2 separate regions of the Bombyx mori genome follow, and region 2 is linked to region 1. Evidence: chromatin contacts called from public Hi-C data. All regions are on one chromosome and are shown on one strand. The core of a region is the stretch at or near the end of the contact, and the rest is flanking DNA. Distances in the headings are between cores, read along the strand shown.

Region 1 (4,027 bases), core at 518-3,017:
TCATTTATGAGAAAAATACTGGTGATACTAAATGATTCCGCATATTAACTCAATTTCGAATATTTTTGAAAATTGTAGGTACACTTTTAATGCGTAAAGACGATACATCAAAAGATTTCATTAAAAAAGCCAACAAATATACGCAATACATTGTCATAATAATATTATTATCGTAAGCTGGTTGACCTCGGTCTGAGAACGACCTATTTCTGCGTGCTAACAGGTTCCAGAGTAGGGCATAAGAAATTCATTCAATACTTTTTATATACCGACACTCGACAGAAGTTCTACGCCGGCCCGTGTGTGCGTTTGATTCACACAAGCAGAGTCTACCAAAAAAAAACATCTAATACCTAAACACCGTTGAAAGTTTACCGAATCATTTTCGTTATATTGATTTATTCAAAATAATTTATTTGAATTAAAAAAAGAACGAAAATAGAGCTATCTCGGTTTATGGCTTCCGGCTCCATCAGCAGACCATGCCACCGAAGTGAGTAGGTACCTACTTGTTAAGAGAATTTCAATGAAATACGATGGAGCGCATTTCTGGCTTAACACATAATTATACAAGTTTAATTTTTTTCAGACTTTTACATAAAGCGGTAAAGTAATATGTGCTCTAATAAACATTATATCAAAATGACATACAGCTAACAAATATTTGTTTGCCAACATTTTTGTCAAATCCATAAATATATATGTTTCATAAGTATAAATATTTTATAACCATGCTAAAATTTGATCATTGGTTTCTGGATCGACAAATGACGTTGTACGACATGACTAATGTGGTCACTTTGGTGGTCATATGCAAATAATAAAATGGAACGTTCGCGACTAAGCCAAACATAACTGATTTATTGAATACAATATAAGCTCAATCAGAAGGCCGTTGCAAAACTATTTGAACTATAAGTCATTAAGCAACGGCTCATTTAAGGCGCTGCGGCTGTTGTTGCCTGTCAATAATTATTACGGAGAGTAATCCGTGATTGATGAACGCCAACAGTAGCCAGATCGAAGTTTAATTGACGCGGGCCCATTGTAAAGCAGCTCTCTCTAAAGCCGACCGATCGATAATATTATGTTGCGACAGTACACAAATCCCCAGTATTAATTAGATATAACTTTAATTAAATGCACGCGTGATGTAATGAAACTTAACTCGATGGAGAAATGGTTGATTGATAAACGCATGTGGAACGATAAAATAAGTGGGCACTTACTTTCGACATAATTAGGAGTCGTTTCCCTTGGCCTTGCTTACAGACTGTGAAGTTATAAATTTATAAATTAAATTAATCGGTGATAAATTAATGGCGATTTAAAAACTGCTAAAGGCTACTAATATGTTTAACGAAGAATAGGAAATAAATTTCGAAAATGATAAACGAACACCGTTGTTAATAAAACCAGTTTTTCGTCAACAAAAGTACAGTAAGTACATCATTGCTTAAACAGCCACAGTTCTGTTTGAGGTCTAGACGTGGCTGGAATGATCTGAGCTACACTTAGATGACCGGTAGCAAGCGAATCTGTACGTCAATTAGGGAGGTGAGGCGTCGCGGCGTGCGCTCGCGGCGGCGATTGTTTACGAGGCGCACGCGCGGCGCGTGTCCCCCCGCGCCCCGGCGGCAGCTGCTCCGCACAGGTGGCGCGTGTGGGAACTCGACGGCTCTCAGCGTTCCCACGATCGTGCGCCCTCCACTCCCTATATAAGCCCCCGCTCGACCGCCATACTGCATTCCGCGTTCTACGCTCTTCGCAAACGTACGCTCTTACTCACGACACACATACATTCAACATGTCATACGAGATCGCGTATTCGGTCGCGGAAGACGGTCCGCAGCCAGTCTCGCGCACTTATCAATATCGCAAAGTGATGAAACCGATGCTTGAGCGCAAGAGGCGCGCTCGCATCAACCGCTGCCTCGACGAACTCAAGGAGCTGATGGTCAGCGCTCTACAATCTGAAGGAGAGAATGTAGCCAAATTGGAAAAAGCTGATATCTTGGAACTGACCGTTCGCCATCTTCACAAGCTGAGACGCCAGCGTCGCTTGTCACTCAACCCTACCGTGGATGTGGATCGCTTCAGAGCTGGATTTACTCACGCCGCCAACGAAGTTTCCCGCTGTCTGGCTTCAATTCCTGGTGTGGACGTGAGGTTGGGCACTCAACTAATGACCCACCTCGGGCACAGACTGAACGAAATGCAGCGAGCAGCCGCTGGCACTGAAACTCCACCAGCAAGCCCTCCCAGCCCTGCTCTCTCGACTGTTTCTTCATCGTCTGGTTACGTGAGCCCATCTCCTCCGGCGTCACCGATGCCTCTACAGACAGCAACTCCATTGGACTGCAGCATGAACACCTCACTGCCCAAAGCATCGGCTGTGTGGCGGCCCTGGTAGACTACGGTGCCGGATGGAGCCGGCGGACCCGGCTCCGCGGTCACATCTGTTCCAGCACCGCTCGGAGTCGCTCGCGCCCTTATGTCCGCCCACCCTTAAGTTTAGTGTTTCATGTGAAAATATAAATTAGATCTCACAGTCAGCGTAGGTTATAAATCTTAGCTCGTAAGTCCAAACTTGAAAGCTTTAATTAAAAATTTAGTATCTAAGTTAATTTGTGATATTAAAAGAGTAATAGGTAGATAATGTATAAGAAATGTTGTATGTTGTATCGAACCATGATAAGTTCGCATTGTTATATTTTATCGTTAAAAGATTTCACATTTATGTGAACAAAATACATAATAATACGTTAATAAAAATATTATCTTTTACCACATTTACTGCATTTCATTAAACTTCGTCCTCGTAACATCCTGCATTCAAATTATCATTAAACCAATATCATTTACTTATTTATATTTCGATTGAAGGTTTTTGTATAGATAGGTATACAAATTAGTATCGTTTTCGGAAATTTTCAATTGCAGAGCTATTGAAATTTAGACAGGACAATCTGTCGGGTCTAAATATAGCAGCAGGTCAACAATCAACTAAACAAACAAATCACGAGTCAAATCTCGCGAGATAAGCCGTGAAAGAGGTTAAGGGCGCCCGCGAACCTCTGACACTGAAGTCGGCGCCGCGCGTGTGAGTAACTTTCCTGTTTACATCTCGGAGCTATTGACTCGCGCTACTTACATGATATAATCTTTCCACAACTAGACGTACAATTTACTTACTTATCGCGCTACATTTGAATTCTGAATCGCGTAGAAAGCCAAACGTGTTTACAACCGGTAGGCATATCTTTAAACATTAACCGCACGTCATGCGTCATCACGGAAATAATTATGCGAGATTCACGAAACCTTCAAGCGAACGATTGTGATAGTTTGACAGTTGCATACTTAGCAACACGTGCTTATAAACACAATTAGCGTTTGCTTGCTGACTAACACATGCTAGCTTAGAGACATTCTAAAAATGAATCACAATATCAGATCTAAAAATCGGATGTCAACGCAAATTTTCAAACATTGTGATTTTTTTTTTCAATTTATGTTTTGTTCTATATACGCAATCATTTTTAGATTTATCTATATTTTTCAATTGCTATTACAAGCAGCATAAGACCTTCGTGATGGTAAATAGTCAACATCGCTCATAAATATCAGCAGAATAAATAAATAAATATTGTTACTAAAATTATATAATATATTTTTCGATTTATGTTACTTAATTGTGAAAAAATGGCTTAACAGATTTGGATAAAATTTGGCCCAATAATAATTTATAGCCTAGATTAAAACATTTTTCGTATACTAAATGACAGATTCCGGGCAATTCTCGGTACCTACCTATATCCAATACCGTCTTTACCATAAGGGCACACGGGGCCCGTGCCCAGGGCCCCCATTCTCAGGGGCCCCCGAAAGACCGACAATTTCTCTCACACGTTTATTCTCAAAACATTTTTGTCGGGCACATTACACTTTTTTCAGAAATCAGTAATCGGAAGGTATTTACAAGGAATAAAAGATTTTGCTCAACAGAAATCCCGAAAAAACCGTT
Region 2 (4,027 bases), core at 624-3,123, 56 kb before region 1:
GTGGTACCTACCCGTGCGGACTCCCAAGAGGTCCTACCACCAGAAAACTGTGAGTCAGAACAAACAACGGTGGCATTATTTATTGAAAAACGCTTTATAGAGATGATTTCATTACCGTGGTATGTTTGTAAAATGTGGAACAATTGTTTTTAAATAAAGGACAGCGCGTGCGCGGCACGCGACTCTTCTGCTGTATGGTAATGACGGCAGTCGGTCTCGGTATACCTGCATGACAATACTTTTTTTTTTACCAAATTTTTTTTTTTTTTTTCACAATGACAATTATTATTTTCGGTAATAATTTAATAAGGGTTTTTTGTGGTACTTGGTGGTACCTACTAGCGATACATTGAAAATAAAATTAAAATTCAACACACAAGTTAACATTCCGAAATTTCACAAGAATTTCTAAATTAAGCTTCGAGTTATCGTACTCGTTTTCAATAAGCATAATCGAATCTTCTCGAACGCAATGTATACCGTATATACTTTACAAAAAAAAGTCTCAAAATGTCAACATGCCCGCACCTACAAACTTATCTGCCAACGTTGAATCCGCTAACTTATTTTATAACATAGGTGTATTTAATAAATTGCACGTAGGTAGTGTTCATAATGGATAACATGAAAAACAAGTGACAAGGTTCCCAGGCAGAACTAGTATTGGCAACATCATTAGAGCTGTTAAACGAAAAATTTACATTTCAATTCATCCGTCTATAAAGTATTGGAATAATGAAGTCCTAATACAGAATGTGGATGATAAAACTGGCCGGTTAATAGATACATCTCATCATTTGAAAAAGGAACAAGTTATTAACTATAGTAAAAGGAAACAGTCCGACTGTTACATAACAAAAAATATATATTGAAAAGTAACCTGTAGCATAGATTAAAGAAGTATTCATACTGATTTATAAAAATATTTTTGTTACAATAAAAATACACTCACACTTCATGTGGTAGAGTTAACATTGTTATTTATATTTTGACATTCAACAAGTGTGTTATACTAACATCTAAGTTGAAATAAATGATTTTGAATTTTGAATTTTGTAATAATCGTCGTGTTTGTTGTTTTTTTTTTTTCAACCACGATCAGAGTCACAGGAATCTACTAGTATTACAATAAAAAAAAAATCTTAATTGGCAATCATGACACGGTCTCGCGAGGAGACGAGACGTAGGCAGCCGGCCGCGGGCCGTGGGAACGACGACAGTTGCTCGCGCCACCTGCCCCATGCGCTAAAAAACATACTACACACGAAATATTCTAATTTCGAATCACTTAACTCTTCAACTTAAATCTATTGATGTATTCTAAAATTTACAATGCGCGCTATGAGCCGTTGTCGGATCGTAGAATTTCTGATAAACACGACAAATTGCGTGCATAATTCATTCTCAAACAAGAAACGGGTTTTGACGTACAGTTTTTTTTTCCTACCTTTGCCTTGATAGCCTTGAGAAGCTATTTCAGCTTCTCCTTGACGTGTAGGTGAGCTCACGGGACTCAAGCCGGGAATATTGCTAACACTAGCCCTAGTTTCGCAGAATCTACCACCGGATCGGAAACGCGACCCACTTCGAAGATCTGACGCGAAACTCAGCGGGCCGTACAGTAAAACCAAATTATTGAAAATGAAACGAAAGGATTGTTTTTTTTGTTTAAACTTGTATACAACTAATGCGTTTAATGAAAGTGATGCCGGCAATACGTAAGAAACGAAGACTCCGGTTTCCTAATGAGTTTATCTGAGACCGTCATCCCATAGATCCGTTGAGTCCGATATTTTTTGTGCACGCGTCACCGTTGGTCTCGCGTAAGTGCACCACGCGCGCCATATGTCGCGTGGATCGTGGGAACAGGGCCCTGCGAGATCGCGTAAGCGCAATGTGCGTTCTCAACTGTCAACGCTTAACCTACTTCATTCGAAAATCAAACTAATCCTCTCAAAAATAAAGCTCTTTTCACAACGACATTCATGCGAGGTAAACTAGTCATCGAGATTCAACTGTAAGGCAACGGGAACACGGTCCATATTGACGTGAAGCTTTTTACCACGATTAATTCGTTTATGCACATGCCCTTTATTGATTGACTGTGTGAGATTACTCACAGCACAAGTACGCGTGAAAAAAATATTTTTATGAATTGCGTTCTTTTTTTATCTCTTCGAATTTACGATGTGACTCCGTAAACCGTAAACAAACTATCTAAAGTCCACAGACAAACATACGTCAAGATTAGACATTAAGTTTTTAAGTATTCAATTAACTGTAAATATGTAAAAAAATTCTTGAAGATTTATTTATAATTTAACTTAACTGAAACTCACGAAAACTGGTTCCTGAAAACTTACACGACAAGTATCGATTCCTTTGATTAATATACTTCATGAATGTAAAGATGGTAACGAGCCCAATAAAATATATCAAAACCTCCTTTGACGTACCAATATCAACTTAAAGAAAAAAAAAACTGTTTATCGCGGGCACTCTAGGGGTTAGCGCACAACTGTCGCGAGCGATCGTGGGAACGCGGCCAGTTTCAAATATAGAACGCCTTAGAAAAGGTGCAATACTTTTTTTGTCGATAAAGGTTTTTATAGGTATCTCTGGGCTTCCTTTTTGTTAGAATTATAAATTTCGTAATTGGAATTCTTTTGAAAAAACATATAAGCATCTATAATATTTTTCCTATACGAGTATTATTGTGTAATAAGTACAGATAACTATTTCAAAGAATACCTTTTATAATAGTGATCAGTATGTTATGATTAGATTTAGTAAATCCTTTTTTTATTTAATTTTAATATAAATACATAGCTACATTAATGTAACAGTATTATTAACCTAGTCCAAAATTAAGTAATTGATAATTCTGTGAAAAAATTAAAATCTAAATCTTCAACGAACTATTTCACAAATAGTTGATTAGCATTAAGAAAATGAATCATAAACGTTGATTTCTTTCGTAGAATTAAATATAATGATATATATATATATATTTTAAATCTATTACATTCCACAAGCAGCGAAATCGAATTATCATCAACAACAAAAAAAACGTCTCAACAACAACCTCACTTTTCACAAGTCCATACTTAAACCTAGTTGCGTGCATTGCTTTTACAAAAGAAACCCCCACATTATTATACTGGCACGTATTTTTTCTTGACCTCGATAGGCGAGGGGCGAGCCGTGGGAACCGAATCGCACAAAATACGCTTCCTTGGCCATATGCGACAGAAAAAAAAACTACAATTATTTATTCCCCCCTCAAAGAAAAGGGGAGCTGTGAGAACGTGACCTAACAATGCGCTTCCTGGCTTACGATACACGCTACGCCTAAAATTTATTATAGTCCTTAACGTTCATAACAAAAGGTGCCACATTACTGTAGCCTGCTCCTTTATTACTAAGTTTTGTAAATGTCTTATTTTTCGTCATCACCGACAAGGTAATTTAAGCCTTATTTTTAAAGTGTTGAGCTGTATTTTTTCGTGTTTATTGCGCGTCGTTTACGTCTTTACGGAATGCAATAGCGAAGAGTTTCTTCAATATTGAATAATGCACGGTGTGTGTACATTGAATGGTATCACGCGTGACCTTTAAAAGATATACGATTGTATGAAAATGATAATCGGTCTACGGTTTTTTTTTACATAAAATTTTTCTATTTAGTTTTGAAAAAAACCTTCCCATAGAAACTTCTACCGATTAATAGCGTTTAATCGTGTTTAGTAGCTGTTTGTTTTTTGTAGACAATAATTACAATTACAAGTTCATTATTAAAAGAATATCTAATTAATTAAATCTATCTGGGAATCTTTTGTTTGCAAGTTTCACATTCAAACAGTTCAATGGATTGGCACATTTAAAAAAAATGTTTTAAATACATAATTACAGTTGGATCTTACTTTTGATATGAAACATTACTTAATTGTAGTCGTCGTGGCCTAACGGATAAGACGTCCGGTGCATTCGTGTTGAAGCGATGCACCGGTGTTCAAATCCCGCAGGC

Evidence for each region. A called contact is a pair of places that touch in the nucleus more often than the background predicts.
Region 2: a contact with region 1 is called in a Hi-C map of posterior silk gland, with 1.7 times the contacts expected there. The contact joins the enhancer-like site here to the promoter of E(spl)mbeta in region 1. A contact is called at or near these places in 2 of 7 Hi-C or Micro-C datasets (posterior silk gland and whole pupa).

The regions. Positions count from the first base shown.
Region 1 is chr3:10,071,169-10,075,195 of ASM3026992v2, reverse strand. It overlaps E(spl)mbeta (enhancer of split mbeta), which reads left to right and starts at 1,767. Exons shown (of 1, transcript NM_001170995.1): 1 at 1,767-2,791. The coding sequence starts at 1,808. The coding sequence ends at 2,413. The region is part of intron 1 of LOC100302603 (enhancer of split mbeta-2); the gene reads right to left.
Region 2 is chr3:10,127,352-10,131,378 of ASM3026992v2, reverse strand. The region is part of intron 1 of LOC100302603 (enhancer of split mbeta-2); the gene reads right to left. Among protein-coding and RNA genes, the nearest start is that of E(spl)malpha, 12 kb to the left of the region's middle. Within about 2 kb of position 1,873, at least 8 of the 8 cell types and tissues checked have open chromatin away from gene starts, as enhancers often do.